Regions from separate parts of the Gasterosteus aculeatus genome. Here all the other regions are linked to region 1. The links are chromatin contacts, called in public Hi-C maps. All regions are on one chromosome and are shown on one strand. The core of a region is the stretch at or near the end of the contact, and the rest is flanking DNA. Distances in the headings are between cores, read along the strand shown. Region 1 holds the start of pou3f1 (POU class 3 homeobox 1). Region 2 has its middle 42 kb from the start of rragca. Region 3 holds the start of rragca (Ras-related GTP binding Ca).

Evidence for each region. A called contact is a pair of places that touch in the nucleus more often than the background predicts.
Region 2: a Hi-C map of skeletal muscle shows a contact between it and region 1, with 3 times the contacts expected there. The contact joins the enhancer-like site here to the promoter of pou3f1 in region 1. A contact is called at or near these places in 2 of 6 Hi-C or Micro-C datasets (skeletal muscle and whole body).
Region 3: a Hi-C map of skeletal muscle shows a contact between it and region 1, with 4 times the contacts expected there. The contact joins the promoter of rragca here to the promoter of pou3f1 in region 1. A contact is called at or near these places in 4 of 6 Hi-C or Micro-C datasets (liver, skeletal muscle and tail fin).

The regions. Positions count from the first base shown.
Region 1 is chr20:2,918,962-2,922,159 of fGasAcu3.hap1.1, forward strand. pou3f1 (POU class 3 homeobox 1) reads right to left here and starts at 1,305. Exons shown (of 1, transcript XM_040166067.2): 1 at 1-1,305.
Region 2 is chr20:3,064,302-3,067,380 of fGasAcu3.hap1.1, forward strand. No RefSeq gene overlaps it. Among protein-coding and RNA genes, the nearest start is that of rragca, 42 kb to the right of the region's middle. Within about 2 kb of position 1,735, at least 1 of the 9 cell types and tissues checked has open chromatin away from gene starts, as enhancers often do.
Region 3 is chr20:3,106,056-3,109,253 of fGasAcu3.hap1.1, forward strand. It overlaps rragca (Ras-related GTP binding Ca), which reads right to left and starts at 1,899. Exons shown (of 7, transcript XM_040164198.2): 1 at 1,508-1,899. The coding sequence starts at 1,690. LOC120810014 (c-Myc-binding protein) reads left to right here and starts at 2,508. Exons shown (of 5, transcript XM_040164210.2): 1 at 2,508-2,806. The coding sequence starts at 2,792.

The DNA.
Region 1 (3,198 bases), core at 55-2,554:
TTGTCCCAATAGCAAATTACCAATTCTATGAATTGCAAAGCAGCCTCAGAGACGCTGAGGGGTAGAGAGAAGGGGGTTGTGGGAGGGAGGGAGGGGGTCGGGGGGGGGGGGGGAGTAGATGCGAAGATTGAAAGGGATCTTTGCAAACACAATCACGTTCTTAAATGGAAATGCGGGGCTTTAAACAAATCTTACATCTCTGCCGTTTCCATTCGCCTAAAACTCCGCAATCAGCCACATGTTCCACTCCTCCTAAAACAGGAGCTTCTCGGGAGCCTTTTCACGCGCAGCGCCCCCATTTCAAGCATTTACCTGAAAGCAACGTTTTGCCTTCGTCTTTTCTTTTTTGTTTTGTTGTTGTTTGCAATGCATCTGCCGCGTGTTCGTTTGCTGTCACGCTCCCGCGCGCGACTGGACTCTGCGTCCAGGGGACCGCGCGCTCACGAGCGCCTTTCCACGCGGGACCTTTATACCAAAAGGTAAGTTGTCTCCTTTCTGCTGTCACCGCGTCCTCTCTGTACTCTTGTCTTCAGTGTGTGTGTGTGTGTGTGCGTGTGTGTGTGTGTGTGTTTGGAAGGTGTTGTCGGGGTCACGGGTGCTCGTCATCATCTCCTGAAAGGCGTGGTTCTTCTCCATCGTGGTTCTTCTCCATCCGCTCTTTATATATTTATTTGGGGAGAGTGGGAGACGATCCACGCAGGAGATATCGGCGTGTCCTTTTAGGGGGGTCATTTTTAATAAACTGCCCCTAAAAGGAACCGCCGATATCTTAAGGAAATATCACGATTTACTCGCAGTGCACTTTTTACTGTCTGTGTGATCGCGACGGATTTCGTTTTAAAGAAACTCTTCAAAGGATTATGTTACATTTTATCTTCTTTGATTCTCGATGATTACGTGCCTAATTTTTAAAACAGAGTAAATCTAAAAAAAAAATTAAAAAAATCATTAAACCAACACCGATATTTATGGATCGCAGTATGATTTATTGCAACTTTAGTAACCGATTGAAATTCCATTAAACGTAAATAAATAAACCCCCACGTCAGATGCACCGAGCTTCTCTGACGCGGGACGCGCGTTATTGTCGCGTCTTAAACTCCGGAGTGCGTCGCCGCGGTCGCGCTCCGTGCAGCTCTAATGAAGATGCGTCGGCCATCCTGCCCCCCCCCCCCCCCCCCCCCCCACCCACCCACCCTTCGCCTATAAAAAGCAGCGGTTTCCACCACACAGAGCCCGTCCTGTGCTTCGCCATGGAAAAGAAAGATCCAGATGCCTTGACCCCCTTTTTTTTGGTGGTGGGGGGGTGAAGAATATGGCCTTGTGCTACGCGCCGAGGTGCATTTTTGCCGGCGCGCAGTAGGTTTCCATGGCGCGCGCGGTGAAAGGGATCACACAGACATCTGTGCTGAATGACGAGCCGTCCAGGAAGCGGCGAGCGAACACTGGTGGATATAAATAAAGAAAGTCGCGAGGCGCACTCAGTTTGAACCGCGTGAGGCGAGCGTGGAGGAAGTAAGGGGATCATTTCAGCAGAAATAAGTGCGCGTGTCTGTTCTTCACCCCGAAGAACCCGTTTCTCTGATTTATTCTCGGCATGACGCGAACATGCAGGAACTAGAGAGAAAGAAGAAAATAGTTTAACACGCACAGGACACTAAACGTGCCCAAACACACCGCGCTTGCTTTATTATTTTGGAAACGATCCACGGTTGAATGCAGCGTTTTTGCGCTTCTGTAATTTGGGGAATTATAAGTAAGAATGAAGGGCCTTGTCTTTCCTTTTCCGCCAGTCACGTGTTAAATGTCCCTGACATGCAGTTTATTGTCCAATGGGACCCCGTCGACCCCTCAACTCTGCCCCGCTGCAGGATGCACTGTAGGCCCGAAGAATAAATAATAGTGCAAACAAAACCCCCAAAATCTCCCCTGACAACCAGTTACGAGTTTTCTTCATATATAAAATAATGCAGACAAGAAAACAACCTAAAATGATGTTTTTGAAGACAAAAGTTATATTTTCTGGACGGGTTATTTTTGTCCTCATATAAGGTTCTAAATATTCAAACACTGAAGTAAAGTTTAAGCTAATAATCGACTTTTATTACCACAGATGCACCTGAAATAATCCGCTCCCACTCTTAAAATGGCCTCACATCAGATGTTAAATAAAAGTCTTCCTCTATTCCACGGGGAACATCTCGACCTGCCACGAGCTATGTTTAGATTTTAAAATTCATGTGATGTACCCTCCAACCACAGCAAGTAGAATAATATCCACCAACGCACTCAATCAGATAATTGTATTTCGTTTCCAGTTTTCTTTTTCTTCTTCCTTTTTTTTTTTTGATGGACATGCGTAATAGGCACTAAATATGCAGCAGGGAAAAGGCCTGTTTGCCGTCCAGTTTGAAGCCCAAATCGTCCCGTGCTTTTCAGGTAACTTTTTTTTTTGCTTTCTTTTTTTTTTTGGCTAATGAACTTGGGCTACTCTGCCAACATCCCCCTGAGAATGAATGCAAGAGGGTGGGGGGGAGTGCTTTTCTTGGTGGTAAAAGGTGCGAGTTTCCTCCTCTATCTCCCGGCTAATTAGGCGGGGTCTGAACACGGCAGAATGAATATTCATGAATGGCACCAGTGCGCAATTAGTAGTGGAGAGAGTTCCTAACTTCAATCCCCCAAACAAACGCAGCTTGCAGAGGAATGGGGTACCGCCTTCCCCCCCCCCCCCAACCCCCCCTCACACACACTCCATGTGTCTCTGCTTCTGCTCAAGCACTCTTTTCAGCCCCCCCCCCACCACACACACTTATTCTGTCAACTCTTATCAGCCAGTCTCCTGCTCCTGTTTTCAAAGCAGCCACCCAACATGAGTGACTTGTGCACTCCATGTGAATCTCCGCGTTGGGAATTACTGCCAATCCAATTAGATTTCACAGTCACTTGTGAAGTGGTCAAAACAGAACTGTGTCGTGCCGTTTGGATTCGCAGCAGATGAACAAAAATGTGATTCAGCGTTTCAAATAACTCGATGTCGGGGAGGTCAAAACACAATTCCAACACTCACTCCACTTGCACGGCCGAAAGTGACGCACAAACGCGTCTAGTTAGCGCGTCCGTGGAGTGCGTCCGTGTCAGAGGGCGTGCACGTGCAACCTGCCACCTAATGACGCACATCTATCTACAGCGACACCCAAT
Region 2 (3,079 bases), core at 485-2,984, 150 kb after region 1:
AGCTCCAGCACTAAATTCCATATATTTCACCAAAATGCCCATGTTCATTGGTGCTTTCCCTCAAATCCAAAGTAAATTCCACAGAAAAAACGTCCGAAAAGTCTACGTTGCAACATTTCTTTCTCGGATCCCCGACCGTGTTCTGGTGCACGCTTGATCACTCGTGCATGCTGCGGCATTTCATCAAGGAGTGTGTGTATTCATTTGTGTTTGTTCAGTTCGGGGAGCGCTCGCCTCAGCTTGACAGTCATCTGGAGGGGCCCCGGCCCGCTCCACCCGTAAACAAGACGGGGCCAAATTAGCCGCTCAGAAAGCCCGTGGCCTTGAGTGGCGCCGTCCTGCCCCCCAGCTACATTATTGAGCCATGCTAATGATCCGGCCTCTACTCATTTACTCTCCTCTTCAGCACCATTCCGCCGGCTCTCCTCCCAGATTCAGTCCGGCTGACTTTATCATTTTTTTTTGATTTGGAAGAAAAAAAAGAAATGGAGAAAAACACACACCCAGTGGGATCGGGACTCTGAGTCTTGCTGACTGACTCTGTCTCAAGGTTCTGGTAAGCAATGCTGCTCCTCCAGGTTTTAATAAGCAGTGGAGCACAGGGTTGTGTGTGTGTGTGTGTGTTTTGTGTACATGCATGGCTGTTTGTGTGTGTGTGTGTTTTGTGCCAATTTGAACGGTGAGCCGGTAACGAGACGTGCGCCCCCTCTACCACCGCCACCAGCACCACCGCCGCCGCCGCCACAAACCAGTGCCGCACCACTGTTTACTCCAGCAAATCCTGAACGAGGCCGCGGCGCTCCGCAGACTGTTAATTGGTCATTAAAAGCAGTGGTTTGTGGGCCTCGCTAAATCTTTAAACAGGCCATGAAATAATAAAAGGGGAGGTTTGTCACCGCTGTTGGCTCCCCAGAGCGGGCGGAGAGGGGAGACGGGAACGAGCGAGAGGAAAAAGGAGTCGGGACTCGGCTTTTGATCATTATCTGCAGAATTAACATGACTGATAATAATTGCTGTGTTCATTTCGGGGGCCTTGTAAATACACGGTGGATGCGGCGGCGGATGAAAGGAGCTTGTCATTGATGTGTCGAGGGCGTAGGGAAGAGGTGGGCCGGGGGGGGGGGGGGGGGGGGAAGAGAGACCGTGGCAGCAATCGTGATTAGTGCGAAAAGACACAAAGTGTTGTTCGACACGGGCGGAGACGGAGGGAGCTCGTTGCTACCGACGCTACCGAGGACGCCGGAGGACCGGCGCCGGGCCGACGGAGACAACAGGTGCCAAAGCAAACACAACGCATTGTCTCTCTCACACACACACACACACACACACACCCTGTGGTTGTGCATTGTGCTCCTCTAAGCCCTGTGAGAGTAATGATTCTGTTATACTTGCATGACTTCTCATATATTGATTTGGACCAGGAGGAGGCCTCTCCCGTAGGGGGCCCCCCAATCCTTGCCCCTCGCCCCACCCGGCTCCTATTGTGCCTCCGTGTGCACGTGTGCAAAATACCAGCACCGTGTGTGTCCACATAGGCCCTGGGTGCAAACACACACACGCACACACACACACAAATGGGTGTGCACATGAGCACAACACACGTGACCGTAGCTCGTTGTTGGGGTATCGGTTCAAGCCGTCGATAATCATGCAGTGGACTGTGAAGGGACAGCCATGACCCAGGCTGCCCACGGTGTGCACTTCATGTGTGTCCGTGTGCGAGTGAGAGCAATCCATACAATCCTCACACACACACACACACACACACACACACACACACACACACACACACACACACACAGAGATAAAGACTGATCGCTGACCTACGTGAACTTTCCCTCCATCTGGCTGTGAGTTGGCCCGTGTGTGTGTGTGTGTCCTACACACAGCGTTTTCCTCCCCTAACTCCCACAGCCCCAGCGCCTCCCTGCTCCACCCAAACCCCCCATTGTCTCCTCTCCACCTCTCCATTGTCTCGGCTGAGAATGGAGGGATGTGCGGCCGGTTCATCGTGAAAGGAAAACTAAGAAAAAGGCCCCAAAAAACGGTTTTCTGATGTGCTGTTTGGAAAAGTCTGAACTTGTGGGACTGAAACCGTGGCTGAAATCCAACTGGGAGAAGAAAAAAAAAAGTGCTTTCTTTTCTTTTTAATTGAAAAAACAAATTCATAGTTTGTTTAAAATTTGCATAATTGTGTTGCCATTTCTTTTAATGCGCGCAGACCTCGAGTCATTTTCTTGTTTCACGTCATTCTCACAGTGTTTACGTCCACACGCGCGACAAAAAACAAACAAACATCCTCCCGCCAGTTTTCTGCCCAATCATCCAAACGCTCTCATCCTGCGACTCCTCCGCCTTCCTTTTATTGGAGAACGCTAAAAAAGAAAAAAACACATCTCACTCAAAAGGTAACAAAGCTTAAACGTGTCTCATTGCCAGTTCGACTGCTGGAGCCGGTAAAACATGATTGTGGATATATTTGACCTGTGAAGTAACATGCGGCCTTGTGGCGCGCACATGGCACATGGCGGCTAACTGGCTTTTGGCTGCCATCTTCAGGCCGCCGTGAGTATTTCCTCGACGCGCGCGGGCAACGATTCACAAGCCCCCCGGAGCTAAACATGGTGATTGTTCCTGGGTGAAAATGAGACATCCCCACCCCCAAATCTCTTCTAATGTCACTGAAGGATCCGTAGCCGAAGCCGCAACCCTAGGACTTAAAATCACGCAGCATCATTGACTGCAGCATCTGTGGACACAAACGCACGTCTCACGCATTTGCACACGTGGTAGTCATTTTCCTGGAAAGCATGAATGGTTCCCGCGCGGGGAATTAAATAGATGGGCGGGGGCTGAATGGCGAAATAATCAGCGCGGTTGGAAACGCGGTGGAGATGTTCGCAGGAAAAAAATGTCTCAAATCCAACCAGCCAAGTTTACTTTTTCACAGAGTCTGGACATCTTTTTTTATGTACACATCCATCGGGCGCATTAGAGGCGCAGTGAGGAGATGTGTGCTTGGAATCGTGCTCCGAACCCTCGGGGAGTCGTGGTATTAAATAAGACCTACCTTTGGAGC
Region 3 (3,198 bases), core at 649-3,148, 190 kb after region 1:
CTATTGCCCAACAATACTTTGTATCTCGTAAGACGGCCTCGATCCAACTACCGTGACTTCATGGGAGAAATGATCAGTACGGGATTGTATTTTGCTTCCGCTGTGACTCAAACCACAAGACATCAGCCGGCCGTCACATGGAGCATGAGGGCTCAACGCCGCACACTCACTCTGACGCAGCACTCCGACTGCTGTCAAACAGCCGACCCGAAGACTGCAGCTGTGTGGAGCAGAGTGGTCCTGAGCCGGATGCAAACGGTCAGAGAATTACCTACCTACAATTTCCCTGAAGATGGACTACAAAGAAAGGGATGTTCTAGTGGGGTTCCTATGCTAAAGGAGCCAAGTAGGGACGTGCTGAAGCTTCGTTCCTTAGCAGTAGAGAAGTCAAACAGCGGTTATCACGGCAAACTTGCACTACTTCCGGGTAATTTCACTCAGTTAGGACAATTCAAATCCAGCCCTGAAGGTGCGCTCTTTGGATCAGCGTGTGGCCCACTGAGGTCAAAGGCCAATGAACCAGCAGGAAAAGCCGAATCACATGATGTTGGGCCGCGGAGGCTTACAGGGGAACATTAATCTGAGTCTTGACAGCGTGGATTGTGACATAGCAGTTCTTTGCACGTGTTCCTTTGGGCTCATATCTGCGGGACAGGCTCCCGGCGAGTCACGCGACCGATTCTTCCCCCCTCCCTCGAATATGAACATGAATAATAAAATGTGCATCTCAGCGATTATTCAACCACATCTGGATGTGACTTGAAGAAGACGAGTGAGCCGCTGGATCTTGTCGCGTTAAACAAAGAAAAGGCCTTCAAATGGAGGAGGAGTGACAGCCAGCAGGGCGAAGGCGGCCCAGAAGCATCCGGCTGCGTGGCCATTTGTTACAACACTTAAATAGTGACAGAAGCACGTGTGTCAAAATCTTACTTTAAAAGCTTCCGTGCTTTACTTTTAATTTAACGAATATCTCGGGCCTCGATCACAGGCAGAGCTGCGTCAGTAACACTTTCCATGAAGAGAGTTCTGGGTGCTCTGGACTCGGAGGGCCCCTGGGTGCACATCGCACGCGCAGGGGCCCCAAAACTCACCCATCTTCAGCAGGTCGTGCACCTGGTGGGACTGATTTAGGAGAGAGGGGAGGAGGGAGGTCGCAGTCACGTGAGCCTCACGGCTCGTTGGGGACTGACTGACCATCCGGCGTGCGGGACACGTTGTCCGCCAAACAGTCACGTGCTCAACGTCAGCGTGCCAGTAAAAGATGCGCCCGGCGTCACCGGTCCACCTGGCGGACGGCTTACCGCCACAGCGTCACCCACGTCAGCGAACACCGGGAGGCTAACTGCTCCTTCGCGGCGGGGTCGCTCCTCGGCAGCCGGCGTCACTTGCGACATGCTAAGCGCACGTCACGTCGTTAGCTTGTTTGGCTAACGACCCGTTTACCGGGGTGAGGCCACCCAAAAGGGCTAACGGTCCAACGTCTCCCCCACCCCCCTCCCCTACCTACCTTCTGTATGGATGATTTGCCACTTCTTCTCAGCCCCATGAGCAGGATCCTCGGTTTGCTGTCGGACGGCGCCGGGCTGTCCTCGATGTCGGCCTCCTCTTCGCCATAGCCGAAGTCTTTGGGGAAAGAGTCCGCGACCCCGTAGCTGTCGGCCAGCTGTTCCACCTCGTACTGAATCGACATTTTGACCCAACGACGGTCGCGTCCCCACCCCCTCGTCCCCCCTCCCCTCACCCCCTACCTGCCCCTCACCCGTGTTTGTATGAGTCGGTGTGCCACAAGCTATCGTCACACGATGAATTTGGCTTGTCAACAAAGCCCAGGCTGCTCAGAAACACCGAGCGTGATCCCACACATTTCCTTCGGATTTCCTCTCCCTTGAAAAAAAAAAAGTGGGGTTTGTCCCCGCCCCTCGATTCTGATTTGATGCCGGAATTCGTCTAAGACAGATGATTGGTCGGAAGCTCCTGTCACTCTACTGAGGTTTCTCGCTGTCACCTGACTAGTACTCGGACCTGTTTTGTGACCTATCACCCGAATAATACAAAAACGAACTCAGTTAACAAAGGTGTTTGGAGTCTTTTCAGTTTGTTTTATTAACTTTTAATTTATTCATTTTTATTTGTGATAAATTAAGAAAACATTTGACGTAGGTTGCTAAATATGAGCCGTCTAGAAAAGTGGGCATTGCCGGTGTTCTGCAGTATGACCAGCTGATGGCGGCAGAAATCAACTAGTGAAGACTTCCAATGTATTTCTACAATGTCGGAACTCATGCTGTCAATAAATGGTTCAACGTTGAAGGATTCATTTTTTGAAAGACAGGGATGCTCCACCAAATCTGGTTGAAGACCATTTGTAACACAAAAAAATCCAAACGTGGTATAGAGAGTGAATTCTTCCCCATGTCTCATTTGGAAACTAAAAAGCACTAACATAAACAAAAACAATTCTGTCAAAAACACACGTTTTTATTCATCGTAGTTGCATGTAATCAGTTAGACACACACGCGAGTTAGAACTGGGTTTATTATCTCAAGGAGTACAGCCAGGACTAAATAAATAAAAACTGTTGCCAAAGTAGGTTGAGTCAAGCCAATCACTCCGTTTGATATAACTCCGTTTAACGAGGGACACCTGAACGCAGCACTCAGCACACCACACTCGCTGCATAAACGAAACTTAAAGAGTTTACCTGCGCTTCCAAACCAGCTTTGCGGTGTCCGGCGGGACCGCGAAACTACAACTACGAGAAGAAAGTCAACTTTATAAACCACGGCAACCATGGCGCATTACCGGGTGGGTGTTTGCGCGGTTGTTCGTTTTGTCTTGAAGTGTCGCTCAGCAGAAACAGTTTTATTGACTAATGTCAATGGCTCTAACGTTAGCGGCTAGCTAGCTGAGCTCAAACGGGCTAGCTTAGCTTTAGCCACGCGTCACGGTGCTCATCAGGCAACCTGTGAATCACCTGGGATTAAACCTTTTTGGTGATAACGTTACATTAACTCACGTTAATGTCCTCAACCTGACCGCAAACTTTTTATCTTAACAATTCCTCCCTCGGGTTATTGTTCAACGTTAATTGCTATTTATAAGTGACGTTTATAAACTTGTCTTTTAATAATTGACACAGGACCTTTTAATTAAGTTAATTAACGGCCCGTGAGAAATGAAGTGTAAAGTGTTTTTTA